2 separate regions of the Anas platyrhynchos genome follow, and region 2 is linked to region 1. Evidence: chromatin contacts called from public Hi-C data. All regions are on one chromosome and are shown on one strand. Each heading gives the region's core, a stretch centred on a gene start, on an enhancer-like site or on the middle of the called end of the contact. The rest is flanking DNA. Distances are from core to core; before and after follow the strand shown. Region 1 holds the start of HOXC10 (homeobox C10). Region 2 has its middle 24 kb from the start of ATP5MC2.

What was found. Hi-C and Micro-C count contacts between places; a contact is called where the count stands out from the background.
Region 2: a contact with region 1 is called in a Hi-C map of liver, with 2.2 times the contacts expected there. The contact joins the enhancer-like site here to the promoter of HOXC10 in region 1. A contact is called at or near these places in 2 of 8 Hi-C or Micro-C datasets (liver and subcutaneous adipose tissue).

What each region holds. Positions count from the first base shown.
Region 1 is chr34:1,875,338-1,878,202 of IASCAAS_PekinDuck_T2T, forward strand. HOXC10 (homeobox C10) reads right to left here and starts at 1,442. Exons shown (of 2, transcript XM_005027447.6): 1 at 553-1,442. The coding sequence starts at 1,336.
Region 2 is chr34:1,967,727-1,970,591 of IASCAAS_PekinDuck_T2T, forward strand. No RefSeq gene overlaps it. Among named protein-coding and RNA genes, the nearest start is that of ATP5MC2, 24 kb to the right of the region's middle. Within about 2 kb of position 1,410, at least 1 of the 8 cell types and tissues checked has an H3K27ac peak or open chromatin away from gene starts, as enhancers often do. A contact at or near this core is called in subcutaneous adipose tissue, where this site is marked.

The sequences.
Region 1 (2,865 bases), core at 192-2,691:
GCAAAGCCAGAGAAGACAAATTCGCTTAGCATACGGAAATAAAGCATTTGCATAGAAAGCGATATGAAGGGAAGGGGAAAAAACAGGGTTCATCTGCCTTAAAAAACACAAAACCCCCCAAAGAACCCCTCCCCCAAACAAAACCCAAGTCACTGCGATATCAGAGTCTTTGCAAAGCCACCTAATCTCAACACATTCTGCAGCGTTGGTTGCAAGGACATTTTTTTTCCATAAGTACATGCACAGCAATTTTTCTCCATATAAACAGCGAGAGGACGACTTTTCAAATAGCTGACTGCTCTCTTTTTTTTTTTTTTTTTTCTTCCTTTCCCTCAGCTCCAATACACATATTTTTAAGTTAACGTTTCTAGTAAGAATATATATATGTATTTCAAAAGTCAGCAACAATAAACAACAATATTATGCCAATCTCTGGAAAAGAAGTTGGCAGGATAGAGAGCACATTACTGCATATTCTTATTACGGTTCTTATTAGCTATGGATGATTACTAATTGCCGAAATTAGCTACTGATAATGAATGATTCCCTTACCTTTTGCTTCATTGTCAGAATTGTCAGTGCTGGTGTCAGTGTTTTTATTCAGGTCTTTCTCTGCTTCCGAAGGACTTATTTTGGGTGCTGGGGCGCTTTTTTCTGTTTTAATTTCGTTCGTGGATGTGTTCTGAGTATTATCTGTTTTTGTGTTTTCGGGGAAACTCACTTTAGCCACCGGGGGCGGCGGAGGAGGTGGAGGAGGTGGTGGTGCTGGTTCCAGATGCTCATTCCTTGGGTTCAGGCTCGCCCTGGATTCAAAACTTGCCTCAAACTCATTTGGATTGCTGCAGTTTGACGTCTTCTCCATGGAGGGGTAACCTTGGCTTGCTCGGTAGTAGCTAGGAACGGGGACTTCATGGTCATTTAGGCAAGACTCAGGCATTTGGTTGGGATAGAGGGCTGTCTCTGTGGCATTTTTAGCTCTTTTATCAGCGTTATACATACAGCAAACATTCTCTTCCTTGACATTGGTTGGGAAGGAGCAGGATGGGAGCTGTCTTGCAACAGGTTGCTCGATCCTGTACGTATTTTTGGGGTCACACCAAGTGTCTAGCTGAGAAAGGTAAGATGGATAGGTGCTGAGAGACAAGGTAGCGCTATTCACCTCGTCCCTTTTGGAAAGAGACGGGATAATTCCACAGTTCCTCATGACTCCGCAGCTGAAATCGCTCCCAGGCTGCATGTACATCCCTTGGCTGGAGGAATAATTCTCCCCTCTACAGGTACCGGCCAACGAGTCCATCAAAAACGAGTTAGAAGTCACATTGTTGGGACATGACATTTTCAGAGAGGGTTTTTAAGGAGGAATACTCCAGCCAGGGGCTGACATCTTTTTTTTAGGGGGAAAAAATATCAAGCACCATAATTATCCACGCATCGGTCCCCCCCCCCACCCCCCCCACGTGATGCCCAGGCCAATGAGGATTGAAAATGGCCTTGATGATTCAGACGGGGCCGACGTCACGGGGGTCAAGTTGTCGGGACCGGGAGCGGCACCGTGGAGCAACAGCGACATCTGCCAGCACCGGGCCGGGACCTTCACGTTGAACAAAGGCAGAACCCCGCCGCCCCCGCTCCCCTCCCGCCAGTTTGTTTACCAACGGAGCCACGCGTGGAAGGGGGCGAAGGAGGAAAAAAAAAGCGAGGGAGACCCCCCTTTTTCAAAAAAAAAAAAAAAATCGCGGAGGAAGATTTTTGGGGAAAAAAAAAAAAAAAAATGATTAAAAAAATTGCGGAGAATGGGGGACAGAGGGTGAAAAAAATCTATTTCTATTTTTTAAAATCTCAGCTCCCCCACTTTCCTTTCTCCCTGTCTCCGTGCCTTCTCGGAATTGTCTTTTTGCGCCCCAAAACCGATGGCGATTTTTAATTGTTGCCTCCCAAACAGAGGACCCCCCCCCCGCCACTCGGCTGCGCCGTCCCCCCCCGCCCCGGGCACGGGCGAGCTCCCCTGGGCTCAGCCGGCTGCTGAGCAGCTTCTATTTCTTGCTCTTTTAATTCTAATTAAAATTATTTGGGGCTCGGGAGTGGAGGGCTGGCAACGCTTTGGGGGTGCGGTGGGGTGATGCGCTCGGAGCCGCTTTTCTTTGGCTGCTTCGACGGAGATGTGGGAAGAGAGGGGGAAAATTGGGGGAATAATTCAGAGAGCTGCTTGCTGCCCTTCAGCCAGGCATTTCCCCGAAATCCCGAAGCCCAGACTCCTTAAGCAGGTTGGATTTTTCCCAAGCAGCATTTTTTTTTTTTTTTATGAAGAAAAAGACAATAAAAGCCTAGGTTGCCTTTCTTATTTCCCCATTTTCCCTCAGCAAAGCAGCTTCGCCTTCCCTGAGCCTGCAAAGACAGCTTTTTTTAATTATCCACTTTCATTCCGAACTGTCTTAAGTTTCTGGGCTAAAATGGCATGTGTGGTGTCGTGCACAAAAATTCCTCGTGGAGGGGAAAAGGGGGTCGAATTTGCTCAAAGGGAGCGACTTTTCAGATGGTGAACTGCACGAGTGTGGTGCTGTGGTGGGTTTCTCCCCTCCTGTCTCTCTGTCTGTCTCTCTGTCTGCTCCTTCTTTCTCTCTGTGTCTCTTCAGGAAATAAGAAGGGGGGGAGAAAAAAAACCAACCTGGGACTCACTAAACATCGTTCAGAAGAATTGGCAAACCGAAACTTTCCCGGTTTGCTAGGATTTTATTACTTCTTTTTTTTTTTTTTTTTTTTTTTTTTTTTTCTTTCTGGGGAGATTACACGAGGAAAGTTACTTTTCTCTCCAGTATTTCCCCTCTCCTCTTTTGTGGCGAAATTCGCTGCGATGGGAACTCAAGT
Region 2 (2,865 bases), core at 160-2,659, 92 kb after region 1:
TGCTTGCCCCAGGGATGGGTCTGCAGGATGTTACCTCTTGCTCCTCTCCTTTCCATGAACTCTGACGTGGGGACGTTTTCTCCTCCTGCCTTTGAAGCCCTTGGTGCCACCCATCTGCCCCCTCTCTGACCACGCAGGCAGCCCTGAGCATAAGCACAAGCCTGGCCTTGGTATTTTTAAAAGATGCTTTGAAAATTCACTTTAGGACTATTATTCCCGCAGCCTTATTATTTTCAGATGCAAAGAGCGCGCTGTTTGGCAGCCGGCAGCCGGAGTTAATACAATGCAAATGCGGCGGATCCACCGCAGCTGAACTCCTTACGTCCCGGAGTGCGGCTGCGCCCTTGATTTCTCAACAACGGGTCTTTGGAAAGACACCAGAACATCTTCTGCAAAGGATTTGCTCCTCTCAAGTCTGGTTCATCCGAAAGTTTATTAGTGGAGAGGGGGTAATGAAAATAACGTGAGCTGGCATCGTAAACACGCACACTCAGCCGAAGGAGCCGAACGCAGTTTGGAACAAGCCGTGTAAGCACCGCAGTATCGTATTCCTTCCATCCTCCCAGCCAGCCAAATGCCAATAATTAGCCATAAATAATACCTAGGCTCCTCACAGCAGGTTAATCCACTATAAACATGAACTGAGCTGGAGAAATAACCCCGGGATGGAAAACAGCCTGGTAGCCAAGTGAGAAGTTTTGTGCAGACGGAGCCGCTGCCAGATTTGGAGTCGCTGGATCCGAGCAGCTCCTTGGCTCGCTCTGTGGCTGCTTGGCCACCAAGAGCATCCCTGCCTCGACGGGAGGTCGGGGCTGCTCCGAGGCCGTGGTCCTTCCCCAAAATCCTAGCAGGATGCTGGAGTGGTTGGCTGTGCCAGCGATGTCCACGTTGGTGGGGATTGGGGAGCCAAAGCTCCCTCCAGATGGGACAAATCCTGTACCCTGATGGGGTTTCACCTGCTGTCAGCCCCACTCTCAGCCTGTGATCAATCTCAAGAGGCACCGAGGTGTTCATTTCATCTACAGCCCCCTAAATTATCTGTTGGTGGGGAAGGGAGAGGTGACCCAGCCAAAATTCACCTTTCCTCCTGGCCCCATGGTGAGCTCCCAGTGATGATGATGATGATGATGATGATGATGCCCAGCAGATGGGTCATGGCCAGGGGTGGCCAGGAGGTGCCACTAGGGTGCTGAGATGGAAATGTGCCCATTCCCCAGCCCGGTCCCTCGCCTCCCACCACCTGGGCGGGCTGGGACCACGTCACCCGGGGGGGGGGGAGGGCAGGTCACGCTCCACTCCCCTCCGCAGGAGCTGCCAAAGCTTGGGCTATATACAGGACTGTTAAGTCAGGCAAATTCCCATCCAGGACCTCTCAGCTGCTATTTATAAAAGCTGCTGCTTTCATTCGAGCCGAGCGGGAGAGCGAGGAGGGCTCGCGCAAGCTGGGAGAGGCGAAGCGGAGCAGCGTGTCTGGTTTGGAGACAGTGCCGTGTCCGTAACACTGTGCAGATGTTAAACCAAAGCAGTTTAGTCACCAGTCGCTTTCATTTTCCTAATGTGCTTTTATATATATATATATAATTTTTTTCTCCCATATGCTCAAAACATTTATTTCCCCCCCCCTTTTCTTTCTAAGCTGCAACCCTGCCACGCTCTCCTCCTCCTCGCAGGGACAACCCCAGCCCTCATTGGGGAAGCCCCCCCCTCCATTTGGCAAAACGGGTTTGCAGGGTGGGAAGGAGCGAGGATCCCAAACCCCCATCTCTCATCAGTGCCTCAGGACCACGACCGCTCCCCAAGGTCCCTTGTGGCCATTTTTCTCCACCCCAGTCCTTCCAGTACGGGTGGGTGCCCCAGACTGGACAGACTGGGAGAGGCATTTGGGAGCCAGTGATCAGCTTTGATTTTTTTTAAGAGAAAAAGCCAGGATCTGTCCTGCTCGGGGGCTGCTCAGATGTTTTAATCCAAAACAAAGACAGAAATCTATAGCAAAAAGCCCCCGAGAAGGGGATTGAGGGTGGAAACGCTGTCAGTGGTCCCTTCACTTGGAACCAGTGGTTCCCCATGGCCAGTGGAGGGCTGTGGGGCTGGAGATGGGGACAGGAGAGTCACTGCTTTGCATGGGACCAGATGAAGCTGCCCCCAAGCAAAACCACCACTTGTAGGGGTGGGAAGGGTCTAGGGCTACCCCTTTCTGAAAAAATAAACGGGTGTCAGCCCACTGTGAGCAGGGCAAGAAGGCGAAGAAAGGGCAGCTTCTGTCCCGGCATAATTCCTCCTTGTCACTCGCTGCGAGGAGCCGCATTCCAGCGTCACCAGACCAGGCCAACTTTCCAAAAATATCACTTTCAGGAGGAGTTATGGTTTTCAGCTTCCTCTCTTGGGGGCAAAATTTTTCCCTACCCCCATCGCTCTGTAGCAGCATCCCTCCCCGCCAGCCCAAACGCAACCCGTGATGTTCTGCCCCAGATCTCCCCGTCTGCAGCCAAGAAACAGCCAAGCGTGGCCCCTTTCCAGCTCCCATGAATGGGATGTTTGGAAAACAGTTCCAATTTTTTTTTTTTTTTTTTTAAGGGATTCTCAAAGAACAGAAGGGAGGCAGGAGGCTACATTTTTATTTCTTTTCTTTTTTCTTTCTTTCTTTCTTTTTTTTTTTTTTAAGAGACACCTCCGACATAATTGATTTTAAAAGCAGAATAAGAGAAAAGGTGAAGGGGAGAAAATGGCTATTTATGCAATTTTTCTCTGAATGTGTCTGTGTCACCTAATAGCTTTGAACCTGGAGGCCAATACCAACTGGATTAGGCAGTGATGCCCGGATCTGCCAAATTTCATGGCAACCAGCAGAGGAGAGAAGAAAGAACC